Regions from separate parts of the Mus musculus genome. Here all the other regions are linked to region 2. Evidence: chromatin contacts called from public Hi-C and promoter capture Hi-C data. All regions are on one chromosome and are shown on one strand. Each heading gives the region's core, a stretch centred on a gene start, on an enhancer-like site or on the middle of the called end of the contact. The rest is flanking DNA. Distances are from core to core; before and after follow the strand shown. Region 1 holds the start of Piga (phosphatidylinositol glycan anchor biosynthesis, class A). Region 2 holds the start of Msl3 (MSL complex subunit 3). Region 3 holds the start of Siah1b (siah E3 ubiquitin protein ligase 1B). Region 4 holds the start of Mospd2 (motile sperm domain containing 2).

Region 1 (2,700 bases), core at 88-2,587, 4.3 Mb before region 2:
CAGCAATATTTTAGTCAAATTCTAGTGGCTTCCAAGAACGTTCTCTAAAGCAGTGTTTCTTAACCTTCCTAATGCTGTGGTGTGATGACCCACAACCATAAAATTATTTTCTTTGCTACTTCATAACTGTAATTTTGCTACTATTATGAATCGTCATGTAAATACCTCCTATACAGGATACCTCAAAGGGGTCCTGACACACTGGTTGAGAGTCTTTGAAGGCATGCTTTGTGGTCGTTCAGGCAGAATACTACAGTTCAAATCTGCTACAACTTTTTTGTTTTGTTTTGTTTTTCCAGACAGGTTCTCTGTGTAGCCCTGGCTGCCCTGGAACTCATTCTGTAGACCAGGCTGGCCTCGAACTCAAAAATCTGCCTGCCTCTGCCTCCCAAGTGCTGGGATTAAAGGCGTGCGCCACCACACCTGGCACAACTTTTTGTTTTGTTTTAGAAAATACCCTTAACTTTACCACAAGCTTCAAGTGGATGCCAGTCATGGTGATGGTGTTGTTGCTTAGAAAACAATTTATTCTAGAAAATGCAGGAATGGCCATGCTGGGGAATCTGCAGGTACCAACTATAAAGAGCAGGTGACTATTACAACAATCGAGAGATTCTGTCTTCTTGGCCAAGCACAATCTGGCTCCAGACCGCAAGACAGTTTTGGCTGAGGACTGCAGCAGCTTGAGCGGGAGCGTTTCAGGTTATACCTAAGATTCCCTGACACCCCCCCCCCCCCATAGAGTTGTAAGACAAAAACAAAATCTGAACTTTTAAAAGGAAAGTCCTCAGTCTTTAGGACACGCACAGATATGTAGATCTAAGATTCAAAGTTCAGAGTTTAGTTTTGACTTGCTGTGATTTTTCTTTATTTTTGTACTTTTATGCATCACATTTAGCAATCCTGCCAGAATAACAAGAATGGATGTGGTTGGTTTGGCTGTGGTACCATACTGACTAGAAACGCCCTGGCCTTGATTTCCCCGCCCCCTACCCTGCCCTTCCTCTTATCCCCGCCCTCCCCGCATTCCCGCTCCTCCCCCCAGCCCCCGGCCCGGCCCGGCCCCGCCTGGTCTCTCTAACCGGAAGGAGGCGGGGAGAGACCGGGCTTCCTGAAAAGAGACGCAGTAACTAAGCAACCAGGGCACTTACGCCCGGGACCTTCCGCAGCTCTTAGGAGACGTGCTCCTGCGCTCGCTGACGCTACAATCCCGCGCTAGAGACTTGGGCCCGACTGGGCGTCTCTCTTCTACGTAATTCAGAACCTCTGTGTGATTGGTTATCATGGGGGCGCGGCGCTCGGATCGCGGACGCTTCTGATTGGTGCTTTGGAGCAGCGGGGCGGGATTCTGTTAACTGCCGCGGGAGGTCCGGACAGTGGCGGCCATGGGACTGGAGGGTAAGTACGCGTCTTGGCTGTCCTTTCTAACGTTCTCGGTCTCTCTGGATGGGGTTGTGCCGTTCTCACAGGACCGTGGCAGGCTGTGGAGGAGGTGAAGCCTACTCTATCTGAGGCCCGGAAGTCGGGTCCGTGGGTCTCCGTAATCAAATGGGGATTGAGGGTGCCTTGAGGGTTGGAACTGGTTCTTAGACTGAGTTTAGTAGAGCGAGTGACTGGAATCTTAGGACGTTTTTCCGAGTCCCTTTGGGTCTGGCCGGATCTTGTCTCATCCTGGGGTGCTGGCTGGTGGACCCGGGCTGATCCTCTTTGGCTCTAGTACACCCGAGCTGCCTCTCAGGGAGTGCGTGTGCACTGCCTTGGGACTGGATTAAAGTATACTTCTCTTGATTTCTCAGCCCTGTCCGAGCCCCCTCTAAGGATCCTCAGAAGCTTCTACTAATAAGGGAGTTCCCTGGGCACGATTGAGAATTTTGAGGACTTCTTGACTTTGTCATTTACATGGCTTGGGTAGGGAAGTTGTACAGATCGCTTAGCATGTAGGGCTGGAGAGAGAATTGACCAGATTTTACAGCCTCTATTCACTTATAGAAGCCAAGATTCAGTGAGTATTTTCACATACTTTCATTTGGTTCATTATTTCTGTTCTTATCATTCACTTCTTAAAACGGGATAGGACTAAAGGACCAGGTTTAGATGACACATGACAGTAGCACAGCATTAGCCACTTGAGGCTTTGCTTTCCCCTTTTGCAAACTTCATATTTTCTTGCTTCCATTATTTGTTTACTTACTGGTTGTAAATTTGGTCTTCCCTCCTCTTTTTTTCCAGTTTATGTGTCCGGGTGCCCCCATGTAGCTGTCTTACCCTGCCCTAGAACCCTCAATTCTCTGTCTCCCAAGCACGTGCTCCTTTCTTTCCTGCCTCCTCCCTCTGAATTTCTGAGACGATTTTAAATGTAGGTGAATTTGTGGGAGAAAATGGACACATGTAGTTGCAGGTGAGAGCTGAAACTCAGAGAGTTAGGATAGTAATCCTCCATTGAGTTCTTTGTAGACTTGTAGATCTCAACTAAGGCGGATTTTTGCCAGATCTCTAAAGCTGTGGCATTAAAAGTCTAAGCATCTATAGAACAGAGTATTGAATGAGCACTTCATATGAGCATCACTTTAGGGAACTCCTAAAGGGAACTTTTCTTAGCCTTAGATGTAGGAAAGAGCCCACATGTAAAGCCTGTGTCCTGTTCCATTTCCTTTCAGGGTCTACACTGAAAGGGTGCTCAGGGGAAAGGCTTCCATAATT
Region 2 (2,700 bases), core at 49-2,548:
TCTCTTGAGTTTGAGACCGGGTGAAACTTCTGAAGTCATTGGTCGGTAGATTTGTCATTAGCGAAGGGCCCAGACTAGAGAGAACAGCCCTGAGACCTCTGGGAGTTGTAGTCACCTGGGCCTTGCCTTGTCCAGTGTCTTGCCTAGCTAGCCAGAGACTTCCACAACCCTTCCCCTCCCCTTAATAGCCATGCATTCCCTAAGGTGATAGCTGGTACAAATGAAACGTATATCCTTCCATCTCCTAGCGATAGAGCAAGCTGGAGGGATAGCAATAGGAGGTAAACAGAGTTAAGGGTTTCAGGAAGAACCAAAGATACATAATCCAGCACAGACCTTGGGGTGTTCCACTGGACAGCACTGCTGAAACATGGCTAAAAACACACCTGGTGCTGCTCCGAGTTGTCTCTGCCACCAAGGACTTCACCTTGGTGGCTGGAAACACCGATGCTCGCCCCGACCCCCAGCGCGCTGAATTTTTACCTTCTTTGGGCTCTGGAGCACTTAGGTGCCCAGTCCTCCACTTAAAAACTGACAACCGCAAGATATAGCTCAGCCTGGGCTGACCAAGCTGGATACAGGCGAGATGCGATTCTTTCCTAGCTCTGTTCGCCTCCCACCAATCCTTTAGAAAGCAACAGAGCAACCTTGAGCCCCTCCCTTCCCCCCCAGCAGGACTACAATCCTAAATTTGACCAGGGTTCGGGACTGACAGCTGGGAATAATTGAGGACCAGGTTGAAGATGTGGGTGGGGAAACTGGTCAAGGTGTCCTCTACTGAGCCCATGTGGCGAGAAGCCGCGTGGGACAAGGACAGATTCGTTACAAAAGCAGAGGCCTCAGGCGACAGTCCTCCTACACCGGTCGCCGGGATTGGCGCCCAGCGCTCAAACCGCCACCCTGGCCTAGCAACCGCGCGTAAGCGACGCGACACGGCCGGAAGCGGAAGCATCACGGGTCCTTTCTAGTTAGGGAAGTCGCGCGCCCAGCACGTCTCGCCAGCGTCCCCTGTAGTCCCGGGCCGCTCCACGCAGGCCAAGGCGCGCCCTGGTGGCTGTCCAGGACTCCAGGCCACTTGTCCTCCGCTGGCCCCTTTGCCTCCCATCCCTCGAACCCAGTCCCGCATCTCCTCCCTGTTCCCCCCGCGGCGGCACCTTGGCATCGTACAGCACTCGCGCCTTGGTAGGGTCAGGCTCGAAGCACAGCACTTTCTCCCCAGAGTGGAATTGAAATTTCATGCCCTCGCTCGCGCTCATTTGCTCATCGTGGCGGAGGGCGAGGCTCCGGGGCGGGCAGAGTGCGCGCGGTGGGGGAGGACGGCCGGGGAGGCGGCGCTCCGCCACCGGGGGGGCCCGGGAGTGGTGGAGGCTACGACCGCCCCGCCCTCGGCCCCTCCTCCGGCCACCCCGCGCCACTGCGAGGACCTTGGCAGTGGCGATGGAAGCGCGCGGCCCCGCCAGGGCTTGTCCCCGCCCGTCCCCTCTGGGGCTCAGAGAGGGGTGCGGACGGGGAGCAAGATCCCTCGACCGAGGTCTTCCAGCAGACCGTTCCCTCTGGTCCCCATGGGTTAGGATTCCCGCGGTTTCCAGGCTGCGCCCACGTGTGTGCCGAGCTGTCACCCCGGGCGTGCGCTCTCTGGCCGGAGTGTGGGGATCTCTTAGGGAGAGGATTGCTCTAGGGTAGTCACCAGGCGCCGAGGAGGCTGGATGGCGTCTGCCCCCAGGAGCTGCCTGGCCGCGCGCGCGCGCGTCAGCCCCCTCGGCGGAGCTGCGCGCAGATGAGTGTGGCCACGCGAGAAGGACGCGGTGTTGGAGCTGGCCGGAGAAGGGCAGTGGCCTTGAGCGAGGGGAGGAGACATTCCGGGCAGTTAATAGAACACTGGGTCATCCTTCCGAGAGGACCAGCAGGTAGGGCCTGGAGGCCCCAGTGAGCAGCGGACAGCAAAGCTTATGGGTCCTGAAAGGGTCGTTAACACCTTACGTGTCAGCTTGCAGCACTCCTGAATTGCTCCCCCATGGTCTATCTTTAGTGGCTCAAAACCTCCTGAAGAGTGGAAGCACCATTGAGACTGCTGTTAACAGAGTGCCTGCAAAGATCGGGCGTTCATAAATACTCCCTGAATGACCGACCAGAAGACAGGAGACTTGAAGGGCAGAGCTTCAGTGACAGAGAGGGCAGTGCTGGCCTGTTTCTTCTTGAGTGCAAAGCCACTAGGCAGTGTGATTACTAGATCAAGACCTGGCTGGAAAGTTGAGCAGATGGGCTGGGAGGTTTTTAGTGAACTGTCAGATTTCCCACAGCCACTCACTCTGTTCTTGCTTCCAGAAATTTGCGTCTCCCCACCCCCACCTCCCTTCACCTGGTACAAGGTCCAAATCTCTCACACCTCCACTTGGGCACTTCCAAGAGAAAGGTCCCGCAGGAGCCTAGAGGAACCAACCATGTATCTGTCCAGTATTCCCTCCCAGAACTCGACTTACCCTTTTATTACCATTTTCTTGCTCTGCTGGAGAATGGGTTGTTCATTTGCAAGATGGCCCCACTAAGAGGGTAAACTGCTTGAACCTGGGGGTTGGGGGTGTCTAATCCAGTGTGTCATTGTATACTCACAGCACACAATAAATATTTAATGGATGAATGATCACAGATTTATGAAATCAAATCCATAAAACTCAATGGCCAACTGGATATAACTGAGGG
Region 3 (2,778 bases), core at 166-2,665, 4.6 Mb before region 2:
AAAAACCATCTTCTAATTCACTCCATTTTCCATGTTCACAGCAAGGCACACACTTACACACCATCCAGCTAGAATTAACCCTGAACTGCTTGAAAATGTTAAAAATCTAACCTCTGGACAGGTTGAGATCCACAGAAATAAACAGAAGTATAGAGACCTGCCTTATCAAAAAAAGACGACCTCAAACAGGCCACACTAGACTCTGAGATAGTTGACACTGGTTGCAACTCTCTCTCCGTTTCTGCATAACTTCAGCATGCTTAAAGTTTCAAAAAGAAAAGCTTTGTTGTGCATACTAGTCATGCTCACAGTTCTTCGGGCACACACATGCCAACCAAACTTTTGGATAGCAAAGGGGAGATTGGCAGACTTACAGTCCAGAAAGCAGGAGAAAAAGCAACCGTGGTTTTCAGAAGAGATTATTCAAACTAAGGTGTACACATTCAAATTATTTCTCAAGCTTTTTCAGGAAAAGACAAACGAGGTGGAGTTATACTTACAAGTTTCCAGCAGCTTCAGTCCAGTAGCCAGCCCTTAATGCCTGCTGTCATCCGGATCCCAGGCACTATTTTGAAGTTCCTGGTCTCTCGATCTGGAGTAGGGCACAAAAGAAAAAAAAAAAAAAGATGTTAAGAACTTGAGAAGTGGAGACGGGTCAGACTTGTGTTCCCGACACTACTGTGCTACCAATGCCCACCCTGGAGGGTGGCGTTATCCGTCCCCCCCCCCCCCAATCCGGATGAGTTCCAGCGTCTTCAGCCTCGGTGTCTAGAAATGCAGTCGCCCCATCTCCAAACCGGATCCAATCCCCAGGGGTTAGTTAGTGACCCTGTACTGACGAGAGCGCCCTGGGAAGCCGGTTCCTGGGGGAAGCTCGAGTAGCCCCTCCGTTATACTCTCGGACCTACATCTTTCGGGTCTCCCCGGACCAAGGTACCTCAAGACAGTGCGTGTAAAGGCCAAAGGGGTAGTCCTTGTCCCCACAGACAGGCCCTGCGACCCCGCGGCCGCGGTCACACACAGTCGCCCATCCTTACCGAATTCAACCTCCGCGCGGGCTCCCGGCACGAGGCTGCCAGCCTATGAGGAGCTTGCTTACGCCCCCTTACCTCACGCCGCAGCCTCGCGAGACCTTGACTCCTGACCCGCCCTCTGTCTTGGGCCCAGAAACCGGAAGTCCCGCCCTCCGGTAGCTCCGGTTCCGGCTCAATCCGGCTCTGGCTCGCTCCGGCTCCGGCTCCGGCTTTCGACCGCAGCTCTACAGGGAGACCGCTGAGGAGACCCTGAGAACAGCCACAAGTGACTTGCCCAGGCCTTTGATCTCGAACAGCGGCATGCGATCACCCTTGCGCCTAAGACCACAGGCCGATTTTCGCGCTCCGCCCATGTCACCAGCCCGCCTCCATCCGTCGCTTAGACCACGCCTTTTCCTCCGGGCTGTACCACTAGCTCCTTCTTATGGGTGATGCCGTTACCATGGTGCCGAAGCCTGGCTGGGTCACGTCACGTCACGTCCCCTCTTTCGTTAGACTTTCTTATTGGCCTATCAGAGCTTGGCTTGAGAGCAAGCTATGAGCCCGCCTCTCAAAGAGACCTCTTTTCCCCTGCAAGCATATTTTACTGCTTTAAGTCTAAGACACCTCAGAGGTTCCCTAATCACCTACCGTGGCCTTCACCTTGGCCGCCCCTCTCTCGCCAGATCGAGTGTCTCTCTTGAAAAAGGATACCCCAAAGTCCCTCTTGAAAACAGTCCAAATTCTAGATGCTAAATAAATAAATAAATAAAAAGTAAAGTAATGACACTTTTATTTTTTCGTGTTTCTGCCAGTGGTAATTTATGAGCAGAAACCGATGGGAAACAAAACTGCTTGCCCAGTGGTGGGGTTCAGTGGTGGAACTGAAACCTCGCAATTCCTTTTCGTGCCTTTTTTTTTTTTTTTTTTTTTTTTTTGGTTTTTCGAGACAGGGTCTCTCTGTGTAGCCCTGGCTATCCTGGAACTCACTTTGTAGACCAGGCTGGGCCTCGAACTCAGAAATCTGCCTGCCTCTGCCTCCCAAGTGCTGGGATTAAAGGTGTGCGCCACCATGCCCGGCTTTTTCGTGCCCTTTTAATGAGACCTGGGGAGCCAACCCAGTGTTTCTTCCAGCCTCTCACTCAGCAGGCTTTAAATTTTAGACAGGTACGTGGAGGAAGCACACTGCCCTTCTAGTTCTTATGACTTTTTCTAGGCACCAGCTCTCCCTCATACTATGAAGCTCTCTAGACTGCACCACACTTTCATCTCTGCTTTGAAGCCCTCCACCCCTACCCCATACTCCGACATTACTCTTATAATTTGGCTCCCACAGAGACAATGCTAACCCAAAAAACTCTGAATGGGCACACAGGGAGGAAAAAAACCGTTCCATTCGCTCTTTGTTCCTACATTCAAAATCTGTGACTATATTCTGAAAGTACAAGAAGCCTGAAAGAATCTTGAAGTTCTTTGCTTCAAGGACAAGATAAATAAATAAAAAAAGATGTGATAAGAGACTGGATAGGTGGAACCAGTGCTTGGTAAGAGCTGGTGTGTTGATCCAATCGGCAGGAGTAGCTGGGAGCATGAAACCACTGGCCATTTCCATAGTAGTTACTACAGCCCTCACACAATCAAATTCTCAACAAATATTCACTGACAATATCGCCTTTTCATTTGTGTGGAGGGTTACAAGTTTCCCCTCCATCACACAAAGATTAGTTCCATGTGTCAGCAGTCACGATTTTGTGATCACTTTAAA
Region 4 (2,700 bases), core at 120-2,619, 3.7 Mb before region 2:
TTTTGCAACTCTCTGGTACAAAGTTTGGTACATGAAGAAAATTGGCCAGGAGGCATGAAAAGATTTACGGGCCAGGCTACTTGGAATGGACTTAGTTATTTGTTCTAGGTCATGAACTGATATATAGCACAGAACAGTATAAAGGTGTATGACTCTTCTGCCAAGCACTACAATCAAAATACAACAGTTTAGTTCTTTCCATGGTAACCAATGACTGAGGCAAAATCTAAATTGACCACCTACTGGATTTAGTTCCACACTTGATGGTCTGATACACGTTTCTTCACTTAATTCTTAACCTTACTTGCATTTCATAGATATGGAAACAGGAACTCGGAACATGGAAGTAAGCTATTTTGTGGAAGGGGGCTACATTAGTATCAATCAAGGCAACTTATTCCAAATGTTTAAAAACAATGTACAAGCACTAAGTCAGCAGATTAAGTACTTGACAAGATTCTATGACAGTGACCAGATTATTCAACCAATAAACCAGTTCTGCACTTACAGAAACTTTTAAGTACAGTGTGGAGCGAGAACTTGTGCGTAGCACTTTTGGTTTTAAGAAGCGGAATTAAGCAAAATAAAAGGAACTGGATTACCAAATTATGTACAAACTATATGGCAACAGTACAATGGCAGTTTCCAGGTTCGTTTTCTGGTGAAAGGCCAGCGAAGGAGCCATGAACTGAACAGTGTCACCTATGTCATTGGCCAATATGTTCATAGCCTGTGAGGCCCATGGATATAAGGAGATGCTAGGCATTTTGATTTCTAACTTTCACTAACCGTTTAAAGGAAGCCCACCATCTGCCCAAGTAAAGCAGCGCACACAGTATGGCAAAACCTTTGAAACATGTACAGCATCTTTCCAGTGAAGGTTGGAAAGGTCTCTTAACATCTCCCGTCAAAACACCCACAAACACACCAGTAAAAGTTGGATATGCTCACTGCACACCCCACTTTAAGTCACAGAAAGCATGCTTACCTGTCACATACTCAGCTTCGAATCTCCGCCGGGTCTCTGAGATTAGCTTGGCTTTATTCTGAGCGTTATTCTGGATAGGAGACACAACAAAACCTTAAGATGCTCTCGGTCCTTACCCAGATCACTCCCAACACAGCTCACCTGCACCGGAGCGCACGGGCCCTGGGCCTGGAAGCTGTCTTCCAGGCTCACGGCCCAGGCAGCGATGAGGTGCTGCTCACCTCGGCCATGGTCACAGTCGCGGAACCTATTGTGGTTGTACCCGTCGCTCCTTCCACAGCCTGCAGCCAAGTGTCTCATCACCAGCCAGCCCAGCCCAAAGGTAGATCAAGAAGGGAGGGAGGGGGGGAGGGGGTCGCGTGACACCGGAACGTAGAAGGAAGTGCCTCCACACTGTCCAATCCCATAGTGTTGTCCGGGGTAGAGGCGGGAATAAGTGCTCTGCTGGGCTCCCACTTGCTTCTCTAAAGGAGAAACCCCGCCTTCCGACGACCTCCTGGCACCGGTGTCCCGCCCCAAGTAGCCTGGAGCACTCTGATGCTTTTCCCTGAAGCTCAGCCCCTACAGCTCAGCTGGCCATTTGCTTCCAGCCCTCGGAGGCTCCGCCCCTCCCAGGTCCCCTCTGGCTACCACCTCCTGCAGGCTTTGCCGCCTGAGTTGTTCAGGCAACTATTGGGCCGGTTGTCCCAGCGTGCAATGCGCGGGCGGGAGGTTTGGAGTCCTTTGGTGCAACTGGAACGTGGCAATTTGGCAGCCTTGGAGAACTGGTTTTGGTTTGGTTTGGTTTTCTCCTGACCGCTCGCAGATAACTTGCATTGTGAGTATTCGCTATATTCGGCGATTATTTCTGTTAAGGTTCTTTTCTTTTGGCTGTGGTGTCTGGCTTTATAGTGCTGGCAACTTGGTCTGTAGCCTAGGTTGGCCTCCCTTCTCAGACATGAGTTTTCTGTGTCAGTCTCTCTGATCCTGGTTACAGGTATAACCACCACAGTTGTGGACTGGGAGACGCTCACAAGGCAACCGTCTTTGAACTCTGAGTTAAGTGGTTATAGAAAGTTAAAAGGAAAGATGTTATTTTGAGTTACTTGTTCTTAACGAGGTGGGGGTAGACTCTTGTTCCTGCCATGTAAGTGACATTTGTGGGTGTCACCGCTCTAGAATGGGAGTGTAGCTGATTTCTAATGGGGAGAAGCCAACGATGCTGCCAAGCTTGCAGGACAGGTCGCAATACTTATCCAGGGTGAAATGCAAACATTGCCGAGACTGGTGAAAGCTTAGATTTATAAAGTACTACAACAAACTATTAGCTTTGGTGGCTTAGTTGAACATAACAATGCTGCCTTTCTTAAAAACTGACCAACACTGAAGACTACTTGTACTGGCAATTAGAGAAAACGTTTTCCCAGGCACTGGGGATGTCGATCACAGGTCCAGCACATGCTGGAGACCTCAAGTTCCAGCCTCAGCAGCCCTGCCCCTCTGCCAAAAAGGACAACCCACGTTTTACCTAGTCTGTAGCTGGTTGACCTTAAAAAGGCAGTTAACATCTTTTCCCAAAGCGTTTTCAATATTTGTTTTTATGGGAAAATTTGAACACATTGTTTAAAGTTTGTTTGAAAACTTTCATAAAAATATTTGAGTAACTCCGAGCTCCCCTAGACTCCCACTTCCCTACTTTGATACCCATATTCTTTACTAAAAGTCAACCATCA

Evidence for each region. Promoter capture Hi-C pulls out the DNA fragments that hold promoters and counts their contacts. A called contact is a pair of places that touch in the nucleus more often than the background predicts.
Region 1: a contact with region 2 is called in a promoter capture Hi-C map of pre-B cells. The contact joins the promoter of Piga here to the promoter of Msl3 in region 2. A contact is called at or near these places in 1 of 39 promoter capture datasets (pre-B cells) and 1 of 484 Hi-C or Micro-C datasets (pre-B cells).
Region 3: a Hi-C map of CD8 T cells shows a contact between it and region 2, with 8 times the contacts expected there. The contact joins the promoter of Siah1b here to the promoter of Msl3 in region 2. A contact is called at or near these places in 1 of 39 promoter capture datasets (erythroid cells) and 1 of 484 Hi-C or Micro-C datasets (CD8 T cells).
Region 4: a promoter capture Hi-C map of pre-B cells shows a contact between it and region 2. The contact joins the promoter of Mospd2 here to the promoter of Msl3 in region 2. A contact is called at or near these places in 2 of 39 promoter capture datasets (erythroid cells and pre-B cells).

The regions. Positions count from the first base shown.
Region 1 is chrX:164,418,443-164,421,142 of GRCm38.p6, forward strand. It overlaps Piga (phosphatidylinositol glycan anchor biosynthesis, class A), which reads left to right and starts at 1,338. Exons shown (of 6, transcript NM_011081.3): 1 at 1,338-1,398.
Region 2 is chrX:168,672,574-168,675,273 of GRCm38.p6, forward strand. Msl3 (MSL complex subunit 3) reads right to left here and starts at 1,299. Exons shown (of 13, transcript NM_001370791.1): 1 at 1,155-1,299. The coding sequence starts at 1,256.
Region 3 is chrX:164,075,078-164,077,855 of GRCm38.p6, forward strand. Siah1b (siah E3 ubiquitin protein ligase 1B) reads right to left here and starts at 1,416. Exons shown (of 4, transcript NM_001308385.1): 1 at 1,110-1,416; 2 at 501-592.
Region 4 is chrX:164,979,006-164,981,705 of GRCm38.p6, forward strand. Mospd2 (motile sperm domain containing 2) reads right to left here and starts at 1,370. Exons shown (of 15, transcript NM_029730.4): 1 at 1,210-1,370; 2 at 989-1,058. The coding sequence starts at 1,218. It overlaps Fancb (Fanconi anemia, complementation group B), which reads left to right and starts at 1,587. Exons shown (of 9, transcript NM_001146081.1): 1 at 1,587-1,805.